Regions from separate parts of the Mus musculus genome. Here all the other regions are linked to region 1. A link is a contact called in public promoter capture Hi-C data. All regions are on one chromosome and are shown on one strand. Each heading gives the region's core, a stretch centred on a gene start, on an enhancer-like site or on the middle of the called end of the contact. The rest is flanking DNA. Distances are from core to core; before and after follow the strand shown. Region 1 holds the start of Crybg3 (beta-gamma crystallin domain containing 3). Region 2 holds the start of Tfg (Trk-fused gene). Region 3 holds the start of Tomm70a (translocase of outer mitochondrial membrane 70A). Region 4 holds the start of Nit2 (nitrilase family, member 2). Region 5 holds the start of Tbc1d23 (TBC1 domain family, member 23).

Region 1 (2,517 bases), core at 7-2,506:
CGGGGAAACTTCGAATGTTAAAAGCATCAACAACCAGGCCAAAAGTATCTGAAACTTCCTAGTAGAATAACCAGTCAATTATAATTGGTCATTTCTTGGAAAGACGTATTATGCTAACAGGTGATTACACTGGAAATGATTCACAATTAGGAAAAGCAAGGAGAACGAAGGGCTAACAACAAATCACAAACCCTAAATAGTAATGGAACTAGAAGCGTCAGTTGTTTCCGATCCATTTTTCTTTGAAGTCCATCAGCAAGTCTTTAGTCTGAGGTAAATATAGCTCTCTAGAGGGCAACCTTCCAAGGACATGGGTTACAGGTTCTTCTGGTGCAAGTGAAGTTGGCTTCACTTCTCAAAAAAAAAAAAAAAAAAAAAGGAGAAAGAAGCGAAACCACCTCTCCTTTAGGGTTGATAAGGAAATTTAAAAACGGGCATTTTAATGAGACGAATTTTTAAAATGTCAATCTTTAAAGCAGCAGGAGTAGAGGAAAAATGATTATGGAAAGAGTGCAAGAGTGCACATACTAATCATTAAACTGAGCCAGCTCTCAGCTCCGGCCCTGGTTCCCCAAATCGGAGCGCTTCCGTCAGATGTCCCCAGTGAGAGAGACAGAGAGAAAGGAGGAAGGGCGGCAACATTTAAACTGTAAACAAATCTGGCGAAGACTTCAGATTCTGGATGTCGTCTCAGAAAGCTCTGATTGCAACTCTTTTAGGAATCACTTCGAGAAAACCTTAAGATGGCAAAGCACGACGCGGAGGGGCGCGAGATTCCCTCGGCAGCTTCAGAGCCTCCCGGAGTGGAGGGGACAGAGCCGGGAGCCCCCGATGGCGGCGGGAAAAGCCACCGGCCGGGAGCAAGAACTTCCCCAGATCTAAGCCACCCAGGGCGGGACCGGAGGAAACCCGAGCGGCGGAGGAAGGCGCGCACGGCGCCCCCGCGGCTCCCACCTGGCTGCACTCCGGCTCACTCCCGCCGGCTGGCCGGTCCCCGGCTTCTCCTCCTCTTCCTCTTCCTTGTCCCGAGAAGGGTTCCGCGGAGCGAAGAACCGAGAGAAGCTGTGCCAGGGGGCGCTGCCCCTCCTGCGGCCGCCGGACATCTCCCCACCGGCTCGGCCGCGCCGTCCGCGGGCCCCGACGAGCCGCTGGCCGGAGCGAGGGTGGCCGCAGCCCTGGCTCGCTGAGCGCAGCGAGAGTCGGCCCGGGCCGCCGGCGCGGCTCCTCCAGCCCGGCCGGCACGAGCGCTCCCCGTGCGGCTCCTCCTCCCGCCCGCGCCCGGAGCTGCCCGCCCCCGGGAGGAGCCAGTGGCCGCGACCGCCCTGTCGGCCACAGCGTGCAGATCCGGGAGGAGCAGCCTGGGGATGCTAGGCTCCGGCTTCCCGCCCAAACCAGCCCAGCCCGCAGCCCACTTGGCTTGGCCAACAGTCAACTGTAAATGCTTTGCTTCCCTTTCCCGAGTTAGGGCTGTTTTAAAACAGGGTAATCAATTAAAGTCTGGGGAAACACCTGGCAAGAAGCAGCACCCGCGTGCCCTGCAGCCTGGAACCTGAGCACAGCCTTTCTAAAGACAGTTTCAGCCTGCAAGGGTAGGTCCCATCTGTCCTGCTGTCAGCACCTTGTTTCTGCTTCAGCTGGCTCAGATGAGGAGCCACCAACCCAGGTGTGTTTTAGCGCTCACCCTTCACCTGTGGGCCACTCCCAGAATCCTTTTTCAAAAAAACCGTCCCTGATCACAAAACCAAATCTGATTCAGGTATGACTCAAACTAGAAAAATGCTGAAACAAATATTTGGTTGTTGCGCAGATACTCCTGTATTCTGGAACGCCAAAGGCCCTTAACATTAGTTTAAAACGAATATCTGGTTATGATAAAAATGACTTTATACAGCGGAGCTGCTAACAGAGAAAGCACACAGAGCCATATTCGCCCCAGGTGTATTGTTATAGTTTGTCTGAAGTCAAACTCCAGAGGTATGAAGTTCAAGATAACAGTGGGACATTTAGTAACTAAAAATGTTATGTGGGCAAATCACATGAAAATAGGGTGATAGCTGTCTGTGGCTGGCTGGAGAAGTGAGGAGGTTGAACGTCTACCTGTCGGCCCCAAGGAATCATAGTGCCGGTTAAGGAGCCTTCCCGCGGACCCACAGCTACCCCTTTGAGGCATTTTAATCTGTCAACTGGATCTGAAACTAGGAGTATGAGAGTAAGAAAAAAATTAGGATCAGATACAGATGGACAAGCAAATTCTTCCATGCAGCTACAGGGCCTGGAGAATAATGTGCCTCCCCAACGCAATGTTAGCTGACTAGCAGTTGCCTCCCCCTGTTGCCCTGTGACAAAAAGTGGTCCTACACCTCAGTGTTGGCACAGAGGGTCCAGGCAAGGAGTCTGTCTGGGGATAAAAGTGTCTGGGCGTCAATAAGATTATGAGGCAAATTCTGATTTTCAATAATACTATTTCTCTCAATTAGCTGATAGGAAAATGTTATAGTAGTCCACGTATTAATGTTT
Region 2 (2,517 bases), core at 13-2,512, 2.9 Mb before region 1:
GACAGGATTTCTCTGGGTAGCCTTGGCTGTTCTGTAGACCAGGCTGGCCCCGAACTCAGAAATCCACCTGCCTCTGACTCCTGAGTGCACCACCACCAACTGGCTCCTTTTTCTTCTCTATTTTTTCTTTCTCTCTTTTCTTTTCTTTCTTTAAAGAACCTTGATTATTCTAAAACTGTAAGTGGGTCTCAAAATCTGTATGACACGCAGTGTATATGGCAAGAATGTAACCATTTTCACTGGTAGCTATGTGAGCTCAAGTTCTTCTCTGCGGCGTACTTTCTGCACATGCGAAGGGAGCCTAACAAGCTACTTTGGTAGAATCTTTGAGATTACCTATCTACAATTCTCCCTACCGTGCCCAGAGACGGCAACTTAACAAAAGTTGGCAACTGTAATCAGTAAAACTGGGTAGGGCCCCAAGAGGACACTAAGCACGGGAGTGTACGACCGAATGGGGCTCCTTTCTGTGTCCTCAATCTACCGATTAACTCCAGGTCTACGCTCCAACGTCCAAGCCACTCCCGGGGATCAGGCACAAACGCTTTGGGCTTTCTCAAGCCCCCTTTCTATGTCTTCCATGATTCACCCTCCACCTTCCAAGTTGCTCTAGAGGGTGAAGCACCGAGCAAACGCCCCAGGCTTCTTCGATCCCTGGTTCTCGACCTCCGTAAGAGGTACCCCCAGGCTCCCCTCTACTCTCTGGGGCCGGAGGGAACAGGACTTGGGGTATCAGCGGGGCCAAACGCCCTCCAGGTCAGGCCGGGCCGGGCGCCCTCTCCTCCCCCTCCCTCCCTCCCTCCCAGCCGCCCCTCCCCCATGCCGGGCCGCTCGTCCGCCTCACCCGGGCCCTGCGCCCTCCCTCCCAGCCCCTTCCCACGGTCCCCAGCCCCACCCTCCCACCCGGCGCTGGGAGGTTCCAGAAGCCCTGCGGCCCTCCCGGTTCCCCCGACCTCCTCCTTGAGTCGCCACGCGCGCCTCACTCCGGCGGACATACCCCGCTTGCCGAGGCCGTCCACCTCAGCTGACCCGGCCGCTGCGGGCTCACTCGGTGTCGCAGAGGAGGCTTCCAAACCCCGTCCGCTCCGCCGCCGTCCGCCGAGCCTCGCCGAGCTGCAGGCTGCGCAGAGCTGGCCAATCGCACGCACCCGACGAGCCTAGCGACAGCCACGGTCCCGTACGTGGCAGGTGGGAAGCGCAGGGGCGGGAGCGAAGGGGAGAAAAAAAAAAACTGCCCTGGCGCCCCGCCTCCAGGCGCACAAGCCAGTCAGGACGCATGCGCAGTGGGTGAGGGGCGGGGCGGGCGAAGACCCCGCTGCGTCGGGTGAGCGGCCCGGCTTCCTCACTGGATGACCGAGTGTAGGAAGTGCGAGCCGAGGCGGACACGCATGCGCAGGGAATTACCAGCACTTCCGGTTTTCCGGGCAGCCAGTCTTTCCTAAGTCTGGCTGCTGGGTGGGCGGGGCGTAGTCTGCAGGGCTGGGTTTGCTACGAGAGCCTGGGGGAAGTGGGGCATCTGTCCAGAAAGGTTTGGGTCTTGTTGCTTTGTGGCTGTCGTGACTACGCGCTAGTCTGTCACATCTCGGAAAAAACGAACCCCTTTTCCGCCTTCTTTCTACACGTTCATTCATTCATTCATTCAGGATTGAGTGCCTACGCTTTGCCGAAAGAGTGCTAGGATGAGTCAGTTCCCCAGCTAAGCTCTACCCAAACATTTAGGAAGATCCGAGTTTAGAGGGCACACCCACCGGTGCAAAAGACAAACTTGGATAGTAAAAACCGAGGCTTCAAGAAGGCTTTTATAGGATAGAGATTTGACCATACCCTACACTCGCCTAAATTCAGTTTTCTTTTTGCTTTGGATGTGTTTAAATGGATGGAACTTGAGAATTATCATCCTGAGTGAGGTGACTCAGTCACAAAGGAGCAAACACGGCTTGGACTCACCCTTGAAAAGACTGCTTACACATTGGTCCCTGACTAGTGTCTGAGCAACTAGAATTCAACAATGCTTCCACTGTTCTTTATTAAGAGCCATCCCTTGTGTCTAAAGTGTTTGAATAAATGTATTTTACGCTGAACACATTTCAATCTGCTTGCAATCTGGGTGCCAGGAATCTTAGTACACAGCAACCAGTGGGTCCCGTAATCTCCTTTAACAAGAAGAAGAAGAAAAATAAATAAATAAAGCAAAGTGGAGTGGTATAATCTAACACTACAATCTAAGTCTTACAAGTAACTTCTGGCAGACTATTCACATGGTTTAGGGACTTGTTGCTGGAAGAAATTAAGTGTGTCCAGGAAGAAAGCTTAGATGTGTGCTCTGGTCTCATACAGACTTCTTTCTTTATAATTTGTTCTTTTGCTATGTTCCTTTATGTTCTTTTCTATAATACCGTATGTCCTAGACATGGATACAGTTCCCTATAGTATCTGTGCAAAAACCATACAATGCCTATAGATGTAATTTGAGCATACTTTTTATTAAAAAAATCTACATCTAGAAACACAGAGATC
Region 3 (2,517 bases), core at 8-2,507, 2.5 Mb before region 1:
TATTATGGTGAGCATCCTGTGGTACTTAAAAGCCAAATGACCATCTATGGGTGTTTGGTTTTTGTTTTTTTGGTTTGTTTGTTTGTTTGTTTGTTTGTTTGTTTGACAAAAGGATGTTCAAACCTGAAATGAAGAGCCATAGCCTGGAACATTTAATTATCCATGCTTTGCCTTTTTTTCTTGAAAATTGTGTGAATTCCAAACACCTTGCAAAGTAGACTTCATGCTTTGAGACCAGATCCAGAGTTCATGAAGGCTTAAGAAAAGTACTTCAGGGCTGACGAGATGGCTCAGCAGTTAAGAGCACTGACTGTTCTTCCAGAGGTCCTGAGTTCAATTCCCAGCAACCACATGGTTGGCTCACAACCATCTGTAATGGGATCCGATGCCCTCTTCTGATGTGCTTGAAAAACAGCTACAGTGTAGTCATATAAATGAAATAAATTTTTTTTAAAAATTTAAGTTATTTCAAATAAGTGAGCAAACTCAAAGTGTTGTGACAGACACTTGTGCTCCAGGGAAGGTTGTATGGGCTAGATGTCAGGTGGAATCCATTTTAAGATACACACGTAAAGATGCCTGCGGTGATCCGGGGTCCTCGAGGAAAGCCAATAGGAAAGCCTTCTAACAGACATCCTTGCCCTTTGTAACTATTAAAGGTGCAGCACACAGGCTGCAAGTCACTTCCATGAGTCAACCTACCTTCCCCAGTTTCCATCTAGTCTTTGCCCTCTGTCATTGTCCCAGGAACTACAAATTTGTCCAAACTACAATCTGGCTATTGCAGAAATATACAAAGCTGGTTTACACAGCACGATGGTCTCACCCTTTTTCCCCCCTCCCACAGTTTCAGTCTTTAACAGGCACCAACGTAGCCACACCCCCCTCCCCGATCCTACCAATCAACTGGGAGGCCCACCATCCCTGCTGGCCAATTCCCTTCACAGTGCTTCTGCAAGTCCCGCCCACTCACAGAGCTACAGGGAGCTGTCCCTCTACACTTGCTGCACACGGCCCCCCACGCCCCTCCTCGCCGCACTGGCGACAGTGCCACGGGTCCTTCTGTCCTGGAGAAGAGGTCTGCAGTCACGCAAGGCCTGAGACCTCCCGAGCGATTCTAGGCAACCGCCTGCAAGAGGAAAGGGAAAAGCCACCCAGAGCGCCAGGCCTTCTGACCCCGGAAGTGGTTCTCCCCTGTACAGTAGATAGGGGCGGGCCCAGCCGCCGGTCTAGCCCGGCATGCCCCGGGCTTCCGGTGACCTCTGGCCCTTTTCTGTCGTCCGCTCCTGCTGCTTAGCGTGCTCGCTCGCGCGTTGCTTTCCCTCCACGCTCCCGGCTTCCTCCCCACGCTGCCCGGTGACCGTGGCGCCCGCGACCGGCGCGGCGGCGGCGGAGGACAGTCGTCATGGCCGCCTCTAAGCCCATAGAGGCGGCGATGGCGGCGGCTGCTGCGCCCGGTTCTGGAAATGGAGTGGGCGGTGGCGGTGGGACTGCGGGCCCCGGCTCGGGCGCGGGGACCCTGCCGCGATGGCACGTGGCGCTGGCCATCGGGGCGCCCCTGTTGCTGGGTGCTGGGGCTATGTACCTGTGGAGCCGAAGGCGGAGGCGCCGGGAAGCGGGAGGCCGGGGCGACGCCAGCGGCCTGAAGCGCAACAGTGAACGGAAGACCCCCGAGGGCAGGGCCAGTCCGGCCCTGGGCAGTGGCCACCACGACGGTTCTGGGGACTCCCTGGAAATGGTGAGAAGCCGCCCGGGCCGTAGAGGTGAAAACGAGCGGATGCAGCTTTTCCTTGACCCGTTGTGCGGGTGAGGGGCCCTCCCACCGGTCGGAAACTGCCGAGTGACTTTAGAGTCGTTTCTGGTTGCCTTTATAGGGAATGGAATAGCAGCTCCAGGCTGGCTAGCGTAGAGACGTTCTTTGACAATTTCCTTTGGGATCCAACAGAATACTTTGCCTTTCTTCTAAGTGACACAGCATTTATCCCTAGTATGTAGGTATGGGAAACATGCACAAATATAGTAATTCCATTAAGCGAAGAAAGGCAAATTTCACGGAACGATTGGAGTTGTACCGTGAGTTGTTATTGTGTTTCCCAAGACCAGAACTTTGCTAAGAACCTTTTAAAAACAAGCCATTTTTCTTTCGGAGTTTCTCTCTCGCTCTGATTGTGTGTGTGTGTGTGTGTGTGTGTGTGTGTGTGTGTGTGTTTGGGGAGGGAGATTAGCAACTATTACAAAGTTCAAAAAAATCATTAGGTAGCTTTGTATATAGGAAATAGTTCAGTTTTTAAGGAACTGTGCCTCCCACCCCCACCCCCGCTGCACATCTTAAAATGTTCTATTTCACCTGGACATATATATACATGTGTCCAAGCCTGATAAAGAGTCTCTGGTGTTATAACAAGCATTGGAGTGATAAACTGCTCTATCGGATCTGGTGGTCAGACTATTAAATCTTTTTGACAAGTTTGACGGCTGTGTGGAGAATTGGCATGGACTGAGATTGAGTGAGATAAG
Region 4 (2,517 bases), core at 9-2,508, 2.4 Mb before region 1:
TGGGCAGGCTGCCCTGATACTTACAGGCAGAGAAACTATGTTGGCACCTTGCTTTGCTGCCTCCCGCACTAGGCTACAAGCCCGGGTAAGGTTATCTGATTTAATGGAAGAAACTTGAAGCTGTATGAGGGCCAGGCGGAAAGCTGGGGAAAAAAGAAAAAAAAAAAAAAAAAAAAAAGTCATCAGATCTGCCCACTAAGTTCACCCAGGGCCAGGATTCTCAAACAGGATATCAGGCAGTATTTGAACATGGTTTTTGATTGACCCAACTACTGGCAATCTAAAGGGGTATATCGACAACACTGACAAAACCTGGCTTCTGAAGAAGGCCGAAGCTCTCCTTAAAAGTATAAAAACTATGATCGCTCATTCCTTGGCTTATCCTAAATATGATGAGAGAGAAAAAAAAAAAAAAGGCATTTAGCCCCTAACACCTCTTAATTGAACAGTGCCAGAATCTGTATAAAAACAAATGAAACCAAAACCTGGCATTATTTTCAGGTTAACAGACCTTGAGCTGTCACCAGAGTATCACAGAAACTCACTAATATCTCCCCTAACCCTAGGAAGTTAGACTGCCTCTGCTCCTGAGGCAGGAAAGGATAATAAAACTATAGTTTTGTTTCTAGCTTCTTCCAAAAGCCACCCAATATGGACAAGGTCCCGACCCAGGTTAGGGGCCGGTGCAAAAGCGCCCTCTGCAGGCTTACGCAGGAAAACCCCTCCACTGGGGTCCTCCGTGTGCAAGACTTGTTGCTTCCCCTTCTCCGGAAAGCGATTAATGATTTTGAAGATGAACAAGTCGGGGCGGAGGGCACGAAAACACCTCGAGTGACGGGCCTATTACGGGAACAACATTTACATGAATATGCCAGGACAGTGCAACTATAAACTTTTACAGACGAGGAACTGCGGAGTGAGGTGTGATTATCCACCGCTTTGTGAGGCGAGGAAGTCAGAGCCACGAGTTGGACACCACCACCCAACCCGCAAGCTGACCAGCTCCGACAGCACAGGACGCCCCGCGCGGAGGCCTGTGCTCGCACGGCCAGCCGCCCCTGGGCTTCGCCGCGCCGCGGACACCGGTGACAAGAGCCACCGGCATGGCTGACCGGGGGACGCAAGGACCCAGCCGGCTCATCTGCACCGCCGCACGGAGGACCCCGCTCCCGCTGGGAGCTGGACAACCAGACCACGAGCCACTTACTAGACATGGCTCTTCCACGGTGCACCGCAGGCCACAGGGACTCCTGCCAGTCAATCTCCTCCGCAGCGTGCAGAAGGCGGGGCCGAGCCGCGCGCGCAGAAGGGGCGTGGTCAAGGGCTGGGTCGAGGGGCGGAGCCTCGATGAGCTTTGAGGATTTTACTGTTTTGTTTTGTGCTGTGCTGTAATGTAGGTGAGTAAGCCTCCGACTTTGTGCACATTCAGTACCAGTCTACATTCTTGCCTGGGCACCGTACTAAAAATGGCTCACCCTTTGCGGTTGCATACACCAAGAAGTGATAATTACAAATTCTTTATATAGGGCCTTCAAAAGCAAAGTCAAAAAAGAGAAGCCTACGTTATGGTAGTGTGCCATAAATGGTCTGGGGTAGAAAGGTCCTACTTGTGGCACAAAGGACATAAATTTCAGGTTAGATCATGGCAGTGGCCAGGGTAACGATGCTCCATGCTGACTGGCTTGAGGAAGTGCACCTGGTTGTTTTAGGCTAGCAGGACTTCAGAACCTTGCTCCTAACTGGGCTGGGGAAAGAGATAGAGTTGGTGCTAAGCAGTATTCTACGATTTGACCTTTGTATTTATTATTTAATTTTTATTCATTATCATTTATGTAAATATTTATTTTTGTTTTGAGCTTTTCCGGTTTTCAGACAGGGTCTCTTGTAGCCTAGGCTGCACTTTAACTTGCTATGTAGCTAAGGCTCACCTTGACGTCTAATCCTCCTGCTCCCACTCCTGAGTGCAGGGATTGAGTCCTGTAGCAACACACCCAGCTAGTGACATTGCTTTCTAAGCTTTGCAGTGCTTGCAAGTTAAAGTCTATACCTTGTCACATTTGCAGAGCACGGAGCCAAGGGGATTAGAGAGCTTGACAAGAGGAAAGAAAGCCTGCAGATCAGATCCCCAAAAGAAATTTTAGTCAGCTGTCTTCAGTGGGGCTGAGCTTTTCACAAACTTTGGGAGAGACAGAGAGAGCCAAACAGAGAGACAGAGAGAGGGAGAGAGAGAGAACCATAAACAGCAGTTTGAAAAGGACAAAGCAGGGCTGGAGAGATGGCTCCGTGGTTAAGAGCACTTGGTGCTCTTGCAAAGGACCTGGGTTTGGATCTAAGCACCTACATCGTCCTGAGGGGATCACAGAATTGTTTCTTCCAAGAACCTGAGAACACTGGGGAAGCGGGGTGAACAAAGAATGTATGCGCTGGAGGAAGGTGTGGGGATGGGTTGCAGTATGGCCTTATGTCTTCCAGGGTTAACATATTTACCCCATCTTCATCTTGCATTAGAAACTGCAG
Region 5 (2,517 bases), core at 11-2,510, 2.4 Mb before region 1:
TGTTATTTCTATTGTCCTCAATTAGTAAAGTACAAATTTACCAAAGGCTTGCATTGTGTGTAGGTACACCGTGACAGTGATATATAAACACTGTGAAAAACAACAGCAAAATCCATGAGTCTTACACCTGGTCAATACAGTTAGATCAACTGTAAGATATACACGTGCACACACACACACACACAACTTCAAAAGTAGAAGTGTCCACCAAAAATTAATGACCCTCAGTGGGAAAAATAATGCCTACCAAAAAGGTATTGGCAGGGTTGGGGATGTATCACAGTTGGTAGAATGCTTGTCCTAGCACACAGGAAGCCCTCGGTTCAATCCCCAGCCCAACACAAACCAGGCAGGATGGAGCTTACAAGCCAGCACTCGGGAGGAGAAAGCAAAAGCATTGGAAGTCCACAGTCATCCTCAGCCACTCAGAAAGTTCGAGGCCAGCCTTGGGCTACATGAGTTCCTTTAAAAACCAAATCTTCCCACAGCCCCAGAGACACATGCAAATGCCCGGGAGAAACAGTAACAAAATTCAAAACGCCCTCCAAGTCATGAAATTAAATTGTGAGGAAAGTGGTGGGGAAGAAAAAAAAATAATAATAACAAATGTTAGAAACTGTTGGGAGATAAACAAAATTAATAATAATAATTTTTTTTTTTAAAGACAACCCTGAACTACGTAGAAGGAATCTTGCTGGGTGTATCTCACGACCTCTGCACTGTCAAAGGTCGCGGTGGTTATTTCAAAAGATCTCATTTCAAATGGTCTGAGATCTCCATCCAAGAACTTCCTCCTTAGTGCGCCCATTCCAACTCCCTGGCTAGGGACTCGGCGAACTCAGTGGGGAAGCCACTCTCTTCGCTGGGCCAAGCGGGAGGACCTGACTTAGGCGCAGATCCAGGATGGCCCCTGAGTCCCCGGGATTCTGCCCCAGCCGCAGAAGCCCGCGGGCAGAGGGGACCCTGAAGCAGAGGGGGCGGGGCAGGGGCTCAGAGGAGGACAGGTGCCTTTTGCTCCACGCCCCGCCAGCCAGCACCTCGGGGACAGGCAGGATGGCGAACAGGAAGAGAAGGGGCCAGTGGGAATTAAACCTGGGCTCGCACTCACCAGCTGTCCCCGCCCGACGTTGACAGTGGCAGAAGCTCTTCTCCTTCCGCCATTGCTGTTGACGTCCACGTCACTTTGCCGAAAAGTGGACCTGGCACCGAGACTGTCTCAGAGATTCAGTGTCGTAAAAGGAGTTATGAAGTCTGAGACTTGAGACTCACCAGAGCGAAAGAGGGAGGAGGCGAGGAATTGGAAGGATGCAACGTCACCACGTCTCTAGGGCGAAAGGCGGAGCCCGGAGCTTTGCGAGAGGGAGAAGATTATGGAAGACCACAAATCCCAGGATGCCAAGGGCCCGCGAACGGAGTGGGCGGGGCACAAGGCTTGTGGGCGGGGCCGACCCTGGGGAGTGGGAGGGGTTCTCCGGGATGGGGCGGGGCGCCACGCTGCGGGCAGGCGTGGCTCAGAGGAGACTCTGAAAGTGAAGCATCCTGGCTTGGCGTCTTAATGTTTGGGTCTCTGGCTGTCCGGTGTGAGCCAGAATTGAGAATCCCAGCTAGTGGAGAGAGGAGGGCAAGTATGAATTCACACAGAGAAGGTAGGCTGAATAGAAAAAAAGGAAAGGACATACCACATCATTTGTAAAGACCATTCAAAAAAATAAAAAGGCCAGGGACTTAGTAAACCATACAGCACTTGCCCAGCATCCTCAATGATTCAATCACCAGAGCTACAAGAAAAATAAAAATACACGAAGGACTCTGTCAAGCTATCCAGTTAAGAAAATTATACTCTAGTCTTCTATCTTAAATATGTCTTCTAACAGCCAGGAGAATCAACTGTAGTTCTGAAACTGAAATTCCAGTTTAAAAAATCAGTTTAAGAAAGCTGCCGAGGGGGGCTGGTGAGATGGCTCAGTGGGTTAGAGCACCCGACTGCTCTTCCGAAGGTCCAGAGTTCAAATCCCAGCAACCACATGGTGGCTCACAACCATCCGTAACAAGATCTGACTCCTTCTTCTGGAGTGTCTGAAGACAGCTACAGTGTACTTACATATAATAAATAAATAAATCTTAAAAAAAAAAAAAAAAAAAAGAAAGCTGCCGAGATCCTTCCCTTCCTAGCCAAAGTCCCATTTGTCCCTCTAAATGGGCCTCCTTGTTCCGCACCCAGGTTTCATCCACAGTACCAGTATTACCAAAACACTAGCCCCTGGGCTATCTTTGCCTAGTACAGATTCAGGGAGGAGCTGAACAAATATTTTTAAGCCCAGGAACAACGATGCAGTTAACTACATGAAATTTATGGATAAATCTGAAAATGCCATTGTTAGATGAACCAAACAGATTACAAACAAAAGGCATCGTTTATGTTTGATATCAATATATTAGCAATAGATGCATGCACACTGAGAAATGCAGGGGTAATGTGTAGAAAAACTGAAAACAATTAAGTTTTAGATGGGGCAG

Evidence for each region. Promoter capture Hi-C pulls out the DNA fragments that hold promoters and counts their contacts. Capture Hi-C pulls out chosen DNA fragments and counts their contacts.
Region 2: a contact with region 1 is called in a promoter capture Hi-C map of adipose tissue, with 6 times the contacts expected there. The contact joins the promoter of Tfg here to the promoter of Crybg3 in region 1. A contact is called at or near these places in 3 of 39 promoter capture datasets (liver and pre-B cells) and 2 of 9 other capture datasets (adipose tissue and liver).
Region 3: a promoter capture Hi-C map of liver shows a contact between it and region 1, with 6 times the contacts expected there. The contact joins the promoter of Tomm70a here to the promoter of Crybg3 in region 1. A contact is called at or near these places in 2 of 39 promoter capture datasets (embryonic stem cells and liver), 2 of 115 datasets of contacts at active chromatin or transcription factors (astrocytes and embryonic stem cells) and 1 of 9 other capture datasets (liver).
Region 4: a promoter capture Hi-C map of adipose tissue shows a contact between it and region 1, with 5 times the contacts expected there. The contact joins the promoter of Nit2 here to the promoter of Crybg3 in region 1. A contact is called at or near these places in 2 of 39 promoter capture datasets (liver and pre-B cells) and 1 of 9 other capture datasets (adipose tissue).
Region 5: a contact with region 1 is called in a promoter capture Hi-C map of pre-B cells, with 4 times the contacts expected there. The contact joins the promoter of Tbc1d23 here to the promoter of Crybg3 in region 1.

What each region holds. Positions count from the first base shown.
Region 1 is chr16:59,599,791-59,602,307 of GRCm38.p6, forward strand. Crybg3 (beta-gamma crystallin domain containing 3) reads right to left here and starts at 1,257. Exons shown (of 22, transcript NM_174848.4): 1 at 955-1,257. The coding sequence starts at 1,103.
Region 2 is chr16:56,716,188-56,718,704 of GRCm38.p6, forward strand. Tfg (Trk-fused gene) reads right to left here and starts at 1,263. Exons shown (of 8, transcript NM_019678.3): 1 at 998-1,263.
Region 3 is chr16:57,120,457-57,122,973 of GRCm38.p6, forward strand. It overlaps Tomm70a (translocase of outer mitochondrial membrane 70A), which reads left to right and starts at 1,258. Exons shown (of 12, transcript NM_138599.5): 1 at 1,258-1,738. The coding sequence starts at 1,406.
Region 4 is chr16:57,166,074-57,168,590 of GRCm38.p6, forward strand. It overlaps Nit2 (nitrilase family, member 2), which reads right to left and starts at 1,259. Exons shown (of 10, transcript NM_023175.1): 1 at 1,208-1,259; 2 at 25-143. The coding sequence starts at 1,214. Gm16892 (a long non-coding RNA gene) reads left to right here and starts at 1,296. Exons shown (of 2, transcript XR_003951893.1): 1 at 1,296-1,397.
Region 5 is chr16:57,230,206-57,232,722 of GRCm38.p6, forward strand. Tbc1d23 (TBC1 domain family, member 23) reads right to left here and starts at 1,261. Exons shown (of 19, transcript NM_001358433.1): 1 at 1,109-1,261. The coding sequence starts at 1,161.